Regions from separate parts of the Mus musculus genome. Here region 1 is linked to region 2. Evidence: chromatin contacts called from public HiChIP or PLAC-seq data. All regions are on one chromosome and are shown on one strand. The core of a region is the stretch at or near the end of the contact, and the rest is flanking DNA. Distances in the headings are between cores, read along the strand shown.

Evidence for each region. HiChIP or PLAC-seq counts read pairs in DNA pulled down with a chosen protein or histone mark.
Region 1: an H3K27ac HiChIP or PLAC-seq map of heart atrium shows a contact between it and region 2, with 5 read pairs. The contact joins two enhancer-like sites. A contact is called at or near these places in 8 of 484 Hi-C or Micro-C datasets (embryonic fibroblasts, forebrain, frontal cortex and 5 more) and 1 of 115 datasets of contacts at active chromatin or transcription factors (heart atrium).

What each region holds. Positions count from the first base shown.
Region 1 is chr1:89,618,872-89,625,554 of GRCm38.p6, reverse strand. All of the region lies in intron 3 of Agap1 (ArfGAP with GTPase domain, ankyrin repeat and PH domain 1), which reads right to left. Among named protein-coding and RNA genes, the nearest start is that of Gm41914, 41 kb to the right of the region's middle. Within about 2 kb of position 3,399, at least 42 of the 459 cell types and tissues checked have an H3K27ac peak or open chromatin away from gene starts, as enhancers often do. A contact at or near this core is called in heart atrium, where this site is marked.
Region 2 is chr1:89,476,246-89,483,075 of GRCm38.p6, reverse strand. All of the region lies in intron 1 of Agap1 (ArfGAP with GTPase domain, ankyrin repeat and PH domain 1), which reads right to left. Among named protein-coding and RNA genes, the nearest start is that of Agap1, 25 kb to the right of the region's middle. Within about 2 kb of position 3,920, at least 9 of the 459 cell types and tissues checked have an H3K27ac peak or open chromatin away from gene starts, as enhancers often do. A contact at or near this core is called in heart atrium, where this site is marked.

The DNA.
Region 1 (6,683 bases), core at 2,150-4,649, 140 kb before region 2:
TTCATGATCTGATGGATGACATCATCACCATCATCACCAGAGTGATGCAAGAGCCCAACCGCCAGAGAAACCATCTCTGAGGGTCACAGCAGCAGGCAGGCAGGTCTAAGGCGTGCCCCTGAAGCTCTGTGGTCACAGGAGAAGGCGTTCCATAGGGCACAGGTCTGTTTTTCCAGGTTGAATCCCTGCAGAGGTGGGGCAAACTGTACTTCGTCCCTCTCCTCATCCCAGCAGCCCCTGCCCAGTGGCCACAGTGGAAACCTCCAAGGGTGAACATACATGAGGCTTCTCTGTCTTGCTCTGGACAGTCTGGTCGCAGCAGCAGCCCTGGCTGTCCACAAGTGCCAGTCACCTCGCTCCCCCTCTCCAGATACAATCATGCACGCTGTGCAGTGACCGTCCCTCCGGCAGGCTGCTGACAAAGAGTTCCTGTCTAGTCGCTTGGACCTGACCATAAGAGATGTTTCTAGGTAGCGGAATCACACCAAACCCTCACAGGCCTTCCCCAGCTTTACAGAAGGCAGCTAGGTTTCTAGGTATCATGACCCCAAGGGCTCTCAGCTGCATCCACACCACTTCCAGACAGAAGAAGGTGCCTCCTTCCACCTCAAAGGCCTCTGCAAACTCTGATATCGCTGACATCCCAGATACAGAAAACGTGACTCCTATTTCAACACTTCATCATTACTGAGAACACCCATGGGTTCAGAATTTCGGCCAAATTGGGAAACAAATACAGGGAGGTTCCCTGAACCCAGACGTGTAATATCAGGAGATTAAAACCCAGCCAGGAACCTGGGAATGCAGGCTGGGAGGAAGCAGTCCAGGATTGAATGGGATGCTATCACCACTCAGTCGCTCTGTGCAACAGGCACACCCGGGTCCTGAGAATCCAGGCCACCAAAATAACACACTGATACGTGTCCTCCATGGTCACCCAAAGAGGGAACTGTCCTTGTCAGGACGGGGGTGCCTCTCTAGAACCTCTACTCTGAGGTCGGGGTCCCGCATTCGAAATGCCAGGAACAGGAATGAGTTCACAAGAGCCCGAGTCTGGGACTACCACCAGCCAAACACCCTTCACTTGAACATCTGACACTTTCTGAGAATCCAAACTACTGTGGATTCTGGGATACTTTGGATTGTTGGGTTTTTGAAGTAAAGATGCCCACTCTACTTCTGAATTCAAATCTGCCATCTTATCTTGGCCATTAGGTCCTGTTTTCTACCAAAAATTCCAGAAGATAACCAAATTCAATTTTCATTTTTAATGTGTTTTTTTTTAATGGAATCCGAATGCCTTGTTTGTCATGTGAGTATTCTCTGCTATTTCAATGTTGGTGTGTGTGCTGCTAACATACACATAACTGGTCAATCTAGATTTAAAGTGTCTATTTAATATCCAAATCTAAGTCATTCTCTCAGAGGTCTACCACATCCAGCCATCCATTTCTAGCCCGAGAACAACTGTGAACTTCTCTGACTATTGGTTATGACTACCTATCATTAAATTGCAAAAGGTGTCACATATACACCTGACCTCTCTGATGGATGTCTGACCCATGCCTAGCTTACCTCTTGTGTGTGTGCAGGTTCTGGGGTGCTGTTGAAGGGGGGTCGTCCTCTTACTCAGAGCCCCATACTGTTGCCCCCAGACTGGTAACAGACTGAGATGGCTGTACCTTTGTCCCATTGTAAGATGCTGATTGGCAAGACTCTGCAATTGGAGAAATATCTTCCTTCCCATGCTGGGAAATGCAGTCCTTTCCCTGTTCGTAGTAACCCTTCCCCAGCTACAAGGCTCCCTTTGCATCATGCTGAGTGCAGTGGCCCATGGTAACTTCCTGAACGGAATCTGGACAACAGCGCTGTGTGCTCACCTCCTCTGAGAACCAAGCATGGAGTTAACTCAACTTCAAGTCTCTGCTCATCTCCAACATGTACCTTCCAGCTTCTGCTGCCTTTGTGCAGCCCTGGATCTTTTGTCGTGTGTGTATACGTGTGTGTGTGTGTGTGTGTGTGTGTGTGTGTGTGTGTACATGCACATGTGCGTAGGTGCACACGTGTGTACCTGCCAGAAGTCAGCCTGGGTGCTGATGCTCTGTGGCCCTACACCCTGCTTTTTGAGACAGCAATACTTGCTGCCCTAGAGCTTACCAGGCTAAACTATTAGTGAGCCAGGCTCAGAGAGTCGCCTGGCCCTCTCTTATACAAAGGTTATAAGCATGCATTACTATAGCTGGCTTTAAAACAACGGAAACGAGTGAGTTCTGGGGACTGAGCTCACGTCCTCCTGCTTCTCCTGCTTCTGTGACAAGCACTTTACCACTAACACCCACTCCCCAGCATCCTGACTTCTCCCCCAAGCCAGGGCCGAGGAAAGACAAACTTCTGCTCAGCAACACATATGGCCAGCACGTCAGAAAGAACTGTTCAGTGAAGGCATAGCGTGCTGCTAAAGAAGAGCGCAGCTGTGTTCTCTGGCTGTAGAGCATACTTTAAAGGTCTGATTAGGGGTGTTTCTCACCATCCAACCTCAGCCAATTTCAAGGTGACTATTCTGAGACTCTCACTGTAGGAACCAGCTCTAAATCTGGGACACCACATGCCAGATAACTGGCTTCCTTCTGTTTCAGCTCACACTGGGAGGAGCTGCCACGGTTTATTCCTCTCGCATGCTGGGCCAGGGTCCCATCTCTGTCCAGTTCTGCTTTAAGGGGTAAAATAACAGTTAAATGGAATTTTCCGAGTCCAAAAATAGGAATGGCCTGGCGTAAGTAAGGCCACAGATGTCTGCCTGTTTCATCATTCCCAATACTTGCACTGAAAGCTATTAGTTGTATCTATAACAGTTGTCCAAGCAAGGAAGACTGAGGACAATGACAAGAGCCCTCTCACAGTGACATGGACAAGCACCACTTGAGTTATTCCCCACAAGTGCCTTGTGACACAAGCATCAGAGACCAGCCCAGAGCCTTTGGGAAGCCCTTAAGACACTAAGGGACAGAGAAACCCCTGCCCTCCCACGGGCCTGTAGGAAAGAAAGCCAGAGCTCCTGGTCCTCGAACCGTCCTCTTCCATGTGAACACCAAGTCCCACATGACCCTAATGTGACCCTGTCTGCAAAGTGACATTCTCCTCAGTCTTGGAGCTGACACAGAGGATGCAGGGAGCCAAGTAAGCCTTCTCCCACTAAGCCCCAGCTCGGGGGGCTGCCACTCTAAACCATCGCTGTGCTGCCGAGACCACAGACCTCTGCTGAAACCATCAGGCCTTCTTGTGGTTGTGCCCATCTCTGATTTGGCATGCACAAGGAAGGGCCTAGAGTTATACCGAGCTGGAGCTGCCTTTGTGGGGCCACTGCCAAGAGGCGAGCTCAGTCTCACCCCTGAGCCTAACCCAGTGGCCCTTGCAGCAGGTGCCAGCTGGCCCAGAGCCTAAACCCTGGCAAGAGGAAAGAGCAGGGATGGTACCAGGTCTCTTCTTGCCGCTTCTAAGTAGATGGTTCGTGAGATCAGCCTTTTCCCCTTAGCTTCATGGTGGTGCAGGACAAGTCCCTGCAAATGTGGTCGCCTTATTATCTAAAGCAAAGGGGACTGAGAGACACTGTGGGCTGCAGGCCTTTTCTGTTCTCCCTAAGGGAATATAAACTTAATCACAAATGTGCCAAACTCCTTTAAAAATTAATGCGGCTTTTAAACTATGACAAAAATATTTAAGCCAGTACTTTATGAGATTGGGGCTCTGGAAAAGTTTAGTATTGTGATATTTGAAAGGAATTTTGGACCACATAGTATTTTTACAGTGGGAGCCGAGGTTATTGGTAACATAGTCGTTTATAAAACTTAACCAAAACAGATTTCCTTTGCCATGCATTTTGAGCTTATGGTGGGAAATAAAAAAACCGCCCAGAGCAGTGTGCTAAGAGTGAGTGAGGAGCCAACCACACTCTGTCAAGGTCTCTGTGGGTGGGTCACTAGGGAGGAGGGTGACCCAAGGTGGCCTCCCTTAACTCAAGTCCCTGTCAGAAGAAAGAAATTGAGAAGGGACACCTCAGTTATAAGCTGGGCTGGCCCATCAGAACACAATGGGGCCAGAACTGACTCCTCCATTCCTGGGGGGAGGGGAGGGGGAGGGGGAGGGGGAGGGGAGGGGAGGGGAGGGGAGGGGAGGGGAGGGGAGGGGCGGCATGAGAAGGAGCGGCACAGGGCAAGGCTGTGAAACAACCTGAGGCCCCACTGAAAAAACAGAGCCCTCTCCCACAGCTGGCTTCTAGAATGTGAGAGGCTTCCATCTGCAGAAGCAAGGCCTGTGCCCACAGCAATCTCAGGAAGAGGAAGTGCTGCTCTGTGCCTCAGGACACACGATGGATGCTGGAGGAGGGCCTTCAGCAGATGCACAGGGGCGGCAGGTCCCCTGGTCTCTAACCCAGAGAGAGTTACCTTCCTGGGGAGGCAAACAGAGGTAGCCAGAACATTATGACTGTCAGGCTGGTGATGGTCACTCATCGTGAGGTTCCTCAGGGCTCTGTGCCCTCTGCCCTTGCAGCTGATGAGGCAAATGAGAGCGGTCCACAGAAGGTCATTTTCTGAGGAACTGGCACTACAGCCTCAGAGCCCAGGTCAGTGTGGATAACCATAAATGATACAGATACTCCCCCGACCAAAAAGAAAAAAGAGCCAATACAACCCTTGTCTCCAAGACAACGATGGGACAGAGATGCCCATCATTGGAGAAGCAGAAATCATAAGGACAAGATATTGGGCAAATATCCCAACAGGGGAGGGATCAATAGGGGAGGAGTGAGGGGAGGAGGGGAGGCAGCAGTGAACCAACCCCAGAGGACGAGAAAACAAAACCCAAGACACTACGCACCAATGCTTTACACTTGAATGTAGCAGAGCTTGCCAAGGGCAGCAGACGCTGGAGCCTGAAAGCCCAGTTTATATGTACAGGCGACACCACTGCTCTCCTAGGCTTTGCTGAGACATCTAGTGATGTCCTCGTGTCTATGATATGGCCTAGAGGCCATTTCTCAGATGGCCCCTGTCACTGAGCTGTGCCTGACTATGCTGGAGAAGGTTAAGAAGCTATTTCCATAAAGGGCCAGAGTACTTTAGGCTCTGTCAATGTTTATTTTTATTTCATTGTAAAAACCTCTTCATAGCTCATAGGCAGCAACAATTCAGGTCCAGGTAACCACTATTTAAAGGTTACTACTGGGTTCTCCCTCCCATGCCAGGGACTAAACCCAGGGAAGGCTTCAGCTAGCCAAGGCCCTGCCACTGAGTCACATGCTAGTCTGCACTCTGAATACTCATACTGTAGATAAACACACACTTACTGCTCTGAAGGTCACTCCGTCTGTCCTCAGTCTCTGGGGCATCATTTGTGTTGCAATCCCATGTAATTTGTTTACTAGAAGGAATACATTAGGTTCTGCCTCAAGGCTTTTGCTCCTCCTGAAAGGGACTCTCCACTGAGAGGACCCACACCTCAGGCTGGGGAGCACCACCAGCACACTAGCCTCCTGTTCAGAGCTGGCAAGGCAAGGTGTCCTTGTGCCCTCTTTCTGAGGCTGGAGCTACCGGGCCTCAGGCTCAGCCCAAGCCTGCCAGACCTCGCTTCCTCCAGGACCAGCCTGCATCTGAAACATTTTGGAATAAGGTCTATGCACTCTAGACGCTGGTGTACGGGCCCCAAGCTGCCGGCATTGTTGAAGAAGCCAATAATCCTGATGGGACATGAGGGCCAAGTATAGAGGGTTCCTACAGATCACGTTTACCAAAATCTAAGTCAGTTCCAAAGCCAAGAGGAAGTCTGGGGACTCCTAGCTACAAAGTCCCCACCTCATCTCCAAAGCATGTACTATGTCACTGTCACTTCTTGGGTGGGGACAATTCTTTAGGAGTCCTGTTCTATTCAAACTTTACTTCATGCAACCTAAGGCATCTTCCTATCAGCGTGTGAAGGGCAGGAGCAGTGTGGACTGGTTCTGTCGTCACGCGCCCTCCCCAGTGACCGCACGCACTGTCCTTTCAGCACAGCTGGTTTGCCCATTGGGCCCTTGAAAAACAACTGCTGTGTTTCATCAGTTTGTCTCCTATTTTTCATGGTGTTAGATTTTTTAAAATTTAAATGCTTATCAATAAGCAGTGGGGGTGGGGGACTCAAAAAGCCAGAAACTGCTGGCCAGATATGCTGACCCCACGGCCACAGGGACAGGCCAGCCTCAGGCGCAGCAGCACACACGCCAAGTGTCTCTGCCTAGGTCCCACCTAAGAGTCCTCACATGGTGCACCCTGGAAATCTCCACGGGCAGAGGCAGGAGAGCACTACTAGCAATGTCTGGTTTCCTTTTCTGGTCTGGACCAATCACAGATAAATCAATTACACAAACTCATTACAGCCAAGCAACGTAGGCTGCTGTCAGTATGGGGCTCTGTGCTGAGATTACACACACACAGTGTTGGGCCCCGTGCTCCTTGGATATTGTGGCCTACACCCACAGTAGCTCTGACAAGGACACACGTCCTTGTATGGACCAGGAAGGGGAGTATGTCCAGGAAAGAGCAGAGGCTTCCACCTAGGCTCTGTGGAGCCGTAGAAGTTAAGGAGTCGCCTGTGTGAGGCAGGATTGGGGTATATGTACACAGTGCTGTCCAACTCTGGTCTGCACCACA
Region 2 (6,830 bases), core at 2,671-5,170:
TGAAGACCAAGCAGTCAGGGCCCTGGCTCAGCACACCAAGAGAACCCAGGCCTGCCCAGCCATTGGCTGTAACCACCACCACCCACCTGCATTACACAGCAGCCCTCTCGTATCAGAGACACTTGCTTACTGTCACATCATTATCTATCATGACTTCCCAAAACAGGCACTGACATAAATACAGATGTAATATTAAACCACCACGGGGATGAGGGGTGCGGCACATGAAGGTAGTCAATCTCCATTTCTTTGCCAAAACCCTGCCTGTCTCATCTACTAACTGTAAGAAATTTAACCCTGGCATTTTAAGGTGGCATTCACATTCTGCAAACCAAGAGGAAATGTATGACAGATATTTTTAATGAAAAATCCTATTTTGCAATGAAGACATCTTACATACAGGGTTTCTCCAGAATTCAATAACTCCTTGGCCAGCAATATCCAAGAATCCGAGTCAGTGGGATGGTTTAGTGGGTAAAGAGCATGAGAACCAGAACTCGGATCCCTAGATCCAAAGGCCGGGTGAGTGTGGCAGCCCACCTGCAACCCCAGCTCACAGGGCCGTAAGCAGGTCCATCTGTGCCACACCCAGCAATACTCATGCTGGACACAGGATCTGCTGCTCTCACTGCGGATACCCAAGTTCAATTGGGTATCAAGGGACTGTGGCGCTGTCCACGCCAAGTGACTGTGCTAACTGAGCAGACAATGAAACTCCTACGGTATGACTCGCACCCCATAACCCTCACCTCAAGCTCAGAGCAAACAGCTCTCCTCGATGTCACTGAACAGCGGGGAGAACCAAGAATAACCTGTAAGCCCTGGCCAGGGTATACAGCACTCAGTACAGGGTATACAGCATTCAGTACAGGGTATACAGCATTCAATTCCAGGTGTGGTAGCATAGCAATACAATACAGCACTTAGGAGGCGCCACTAAGACAGGAGTTCAAGGCCATCCTGGCCTACACAGTGAACTCTAAGCCAGTTTAATCAACTGTCGTCTTTAAGTAAAAAAAAAAAAAAAAAAAAAAAACCTCCATCCTGCCTGAACAATGAACACTCGTGTGAGGCCTCCCTAAGGACAGTTCTTTATCCTGAACCCTAACCTTCTGTCACTTGTTAGAGCAGAACAATTCCCAAGTGAATTCACAGTGAGGGTTGGGGATGGGGCGCAGGGGGGCTGAGAACATGGGGACAGCAGAGAGTCTAATCAAGGAGCTGTGGTAGGTGGCTTCTATTCACGGAGGGCAATCTGTCTCAGCCACCAGGAGTCACCCTATTGACAAAGCCTCCCTTCCCCCAATACATCAACTACCAAGAGGCTCCAAAAGTGTAAGATGGCCAGAAGTGCACAGGGAAGACAAAGGCCACCTGTGACTACTCCCCTGAGACACCAGTGACAGAAGAGACACCGGATACTTCAGTGTCCACCAGGGGCCACACACTCAGCCCTAAGCCCCGGGTGATATTAGCAGGGCTTCGGGAAGTGACCGTGTTTATGGGAAGCCATGAGAGGATGGCCCATGGAAGAAACAAGGACCACACTTGCTCTCCCTCCCTCTCCCTGCCACTTAAAGACACAGCAAGGAGGCAAGGTCCAGAAAGGAGTCCGCCCAAGGAACTGCCTCTGCCAGCAGCCTGACCTTTGATCCCCGCACCCCCTAACCGGAAGGAGAAGCCAGTGACTGTTAAGTCACGGCTACGCAGTCCAAGCAGATGAACACACCCATGCCATCTCCATGCCAGCCACCAATCCCAAATGTAAGCAGAACAATCCACCCTGCCCCGCCCCCGCCCACCAGCTGCCCAGGGACACAAGACAGTCTAGAGCAACACAGGAAAGACATGGCCTTAAATGCCAGCACCAAGCCTCGCCTGCACCTCCATGCGCTCTACAGAGACAACAGGAGCAGGCTCAAATGCCACCGCCTCTCCTCCTCCTCCTCCTTCTCCTCCTCTTCCTCCTCCTCCTCCACTGGCTTGTGTCCCCATTCTGCCATTTCCATGCTCACTCGCTCCAAAGCTCTCTCTGCCTTCTCTCTTCATTCACACCCTCTCCTTGCGGCCAGGAACAGCAGGCTTCCATGGGGTATTCTGGGAATTCTGTCCTGGGTTTCCCCCTTGTTACAAAGCACCAATGTAAGATTCTAAGCAAGTATGATTCCATCAAAGTCCAACCTAGACTTACTTATAAAGCACATGGGTAGCCCCAAAACAACTATACCAAGGTTAAGTCTCACTCCAGTGTGGATAAAGACACTCCCATATATACACAGATGGGGTCCCCAGCTCAGTTTGCCTCTCAGCCTATCACCTCCCAAGCCCATGCCACCATGAGCGATTGAGACGGGATTAAATACAGATGTTAGGATGTGCTGGACAGAGTGAGGCAGGGTGAGAGTCCAATGGCCATCTCCACACACTTCCTTCTGGGAGGAAAGGCCAACAACCAACAAGCCCTGAAGGTTCTGTACAGCACTCACAAATGCTCTGACCAAGACTATTAAGCTTGGAGGATAGCATTCTACAGCACAGGGGTTCACGGTGTCTCCCACTTCCTCCATGTCTGCAATCTCAGGGGCCCAGATACACCAGGCACCCTCCTACTCACCCTAAAACTGGCCCTTCCTCATAGCAGGCCTCCTTCCCCCCAGCTATGGCTCCTCGGTGTCACCCGTCGGCTCTCTTAGCCTCAGCTTTCTCGCTTCTCTCTCCCACCATCTGCACATCACGTCCATCTCCAACACCATCCAACCTGCTGAAGCCTCACAGAGCTACATGTGCAGGTAGAACCTAAGCTGCAAGGGAGATCCCTACGTTTAGGTGGTACCACACTATCAGCTGGGGTCCCTGATTCAATAAAAACACTAAAGCAAGCTGATCACAGTGTTTCCTCACCCTCCGCTTCCTAACTACAGATACGACGTGACCAGCTGGTTTAAGCACAAGTACCTCGCTGTATAAAACTGCATTCCCTTTATCAGCCATATTGCACCCAGAGGACATGAGATGAACCAGCACTCAGCCTCAGATTCTGACATCTCTAAATTGAGGATGGTGTCTTTAGATTGCTTTGGAAACTAAAACAATTAATAAACTAAACAGCACAAACTTTGTCACACAGCACACAAATCGCTGCTGTTGACAGTACTAGCTGCACACACACAAAGTCTGTGTGAGGAATGCTCTCCAGAGTGGGACCAGCAAGCCAGAGTCTCCTGTCCACCCCAGCTGTTGGGGCCCAAGGACAAGATGGTCTTCCAATAAAGGGTCAGTGTGCGTGAATAAGGAAACCCACAGAGCTACTGCAGGTCACACCCTCAAAAAGCACACATGGGTGATAGAGGAGAAGGAGAGGACATGGATAGATTAAACTGTGTACTCCTCCAAAGACCTATATTGAAGCCCCAACACCAGAAAGTGACAGTCAGCAGAAATGGAGATAACAGCATTGATGATGTTGATGGTGGGACCCCTAGCGATATAAGCAATGTTCACATGAGAAGGAGAAATATCGAGCACCCATGCACATGCCTGCAGACCACCTATACACAGAGAAATGACCTTGGCAGGACACAGTGAGAAGCTGACACATGCTAGCCAAGGAAAACAGCCTAGAGAGAAGCTACATCTGCCAGCACCTTGCTCTTGAACCCCCAGCCTGAGAGCTACGAGGAATGCTTTCACATCTCTAGATATCTCTGGTGTGGCATCTTGCCATGGCCACCACATGCACCATGCAGACACCAAGCCTTCCCAGTGTCTTGAGCATCGCCCACCAATCAGCCCAAGGTCCTGCCATCCTTCCCTTGCAAAGCCAATCAAAGCCTCTTGCCTGCCTTGTGCAGCAGCAGGCTCTGCCTGCTGACTTGAGAGATGCCTCAGATGAAGGCACTGACAGAGGAGAGCTGCACACTCTGCTCCCCATGCCAGGCAACTGCCACAACAGCAGATCTAACACCTCCTAAGGAAACCCACATCCACACATCCACCCACTTGACCAACACCTAGGGTTTCTGGCTGTGATAAGAGGCTAGGGGCATAAGCTAAGAATAGACAGCAACTTAGCCCACTGTTGCCCCACCTCCAGAGTGGGCAAATGGCCTGGGGCAGCACTACTTGTTCTCTAGGGCACAGGGGACATTCACAGTCATTTCCTTTGGAGTCCAGTTAAAAGGCTTGAGAAGGGGAGCAGCCACAGTGTTTGCTGTGTTTATTTCTGTGGAAGGAGCAGTAGAATATTCAGGAAACATTCATTCCACAAGCACTTAACTGCCAGATATGCATGGGAGAAGGATGCCAAGTGCTAGACGGATGGGAAGACAACAGACTGTGACCAAAATGTCTGGGAGGGAAGACAGGAGCTCAGCCAAGAGGAGCCAAGGGAATAGGAACGCCCACTTCAACAGCACTACAGCCTGAGGGGCCCATAAGCAAGAGCCCACACCTGAGCTTAGGAACAGCCTACCACCCACCAGGATCCACAGACTGACCCATCTGGAAAAGCCACACTCACCCCTACAACTGGTCTTGGCAGACCCAAAAGCCACTTGCCCTCCCTCAAGGGTGGCTCGTTTCCATTAGGACCCCAACAACAACAACACCCTTTACCCAGTTCTCTCTGAATGTCACCTCCAAGCTTTATTTACAAGGAGCTCAAGATAATGTGAGCACAGGATTATTTTACACACCTGTGTCAAACGTCACCAATATAGCATTCTACTCTCCCTGCCCCAAATGCTCTACTAAGGGGCACTCAACAACCCACCCAGCTCCAACAGAAGTACACTGTAACCCTGGACTTGGGGACCGTGCGAAGGAGCCTCTGTTGAGCCTCTCACCGCTGACAGAAGAGCCCTGTGAGTTCGGTAAGGAAGTCTACCATGAACAGATCCTGCTGCTCTGTAGCCCAAGCCTTTGAAGCACTTTTGAACTTTCTCTGAAGGACCAACCTGCTCTTTTCTCCTCTGTTACAATCCTGATGAAGCTATCAATCAAATTCTCCTGCCCTTCCCTGCCCTGCACTACCCAACAAAGCACAGGCTGAATCCAGGGGAACAGTTAACTCAAATAGTCCCCTGATGATCCAAGGGACTTGGGCCTGCCCCTTGGATCCCAAGTTCAGTTCATCCCAATGGCTCTTTAGCTGAAGCTAATTTCCAACCCCATGTTAAACCCTAGGTCATCTTGCAGTCTTCAGAATGAGTTTCTTACACTTCTAGTCATGGACCCAAGTAGTCCCTAGCTGGAGAGAAATCATCCCCAATACTCTTAAAGCAAGAAGTGTGTGCTTACAGGAAAGCTACCTCTTCTCTTTTCTTCTCTGAGACAGAGCTTCATATATAGCTGCCTCAAACTGGTTATGCAGCCAAGGCCAACCTTGAACTTCTAATCCTCCTGCTTTGGCCTCCCAAGTGCTGAGGCCACAAATGTGCACCAGCACATCCAACTGAAGGAGATCCAACCCGGGGTTCTGTGCCTGGTAGGAAAGCACTCTGCCAGGTGAGCCACTTCCTCCACCTGAGATCTCCTGAGGCCTTTACTTAGTGCCATAAATTCTGATGACAAGTCCCAAAGAGAGGATCCCTCAGTGACAGTCATGGCAACCTCAGCAACCTGAGTACACAGCCTTACCAAACGGTCCCTTCCTTACAGAACCTCAGTCCTTGTCACCACACAGGTACAAGTAGCGCTCAAGGCCACAGAGGGTGCCACAACAGCCAGGCTCCTCAGGGCACTCTCTGCAAGCCCAAGTCCTGGGTGAGATGCTGTCTCTATCACATGACCACAGTCTCGGAGCACTTTGACCCTTTGCTAGGTGAGTATGTGCAGTCACCCTTAAAACAAAGTGCACAGTCACATGCATCCCCAGGCCCAACCCTGGCTCAGCCACCAGGAGCCATCTGCGTGAGTCAGGGAACCAGTGATCTCTACTAACGACTAGGATATAATACAGGCCACAGAGTCAGGACACAGGTGACCCTGAGCCCCACCCGAAGCCTAGGACAGATAGGAGCCAGCCAGAAGGAACTGCAGGTGGTGCCCCATGCTGTCTCCTAGAAGTGAGTCTATAGGCAGTAGGTGAGATGAGGCTGAAGTGCAGACAGGCCCGTTACAAAGGCCCGGGTGTTCTGTTGGGTGACTACATTTTTTTCCTTTATTTGCTTCATGACTTATCCTCAAAAGCCTTCGGGGCAAGGCCAAGAATGCCATTTCATTCTTGAAGCCCTAGTGGGCCTTTTAAAGGCTTGGGCAGAACAAGGCCTAGCTAGCTTTATACTCTCAGATCTATTTATGGACTAAGTTGTTGGTCAAAAACATCGTTCTCTGAGGAAGACGTGTGTGTGTGTGTGTGTGTGTGTGTGTGTGTGCGCGCGCGCGTGCGCGCGCAGACCACAGTGGCACTCAAAGGTGGGGGGCTTGCAGAGTCAGCTGTGTTTGGTCACACTGACACTAATGCAAGGCTATGAAATATACACATCAACAGTAGGGAAATCCGGGCTGGGTAGGGAGGGTAGCCTTGCAAGCATGAGGACAGGAATTTGCTCTCCAGAACCTAGGGGGAAACTGCACGTGATTGTACTTGTGATTGCAGTGCTGGGGTAGAGGGCTGGAGACAGAAGGATCGCTGGAGTTTAATAGCCAATAAATAGTCAGTCTACCCTGACTGGGGAGCTCCAGGCCAGTAAGAGACCCTGTCCCAGCAGTGTAGCCAGCCTTTGGGACATGACACCCAGCCTGCACACGCATTCACCTGGAGATGTATTACCATGTACAGGAATGTCTGTGTGAGGATATGTGCATGGACATAGCACCCATGAAGACAA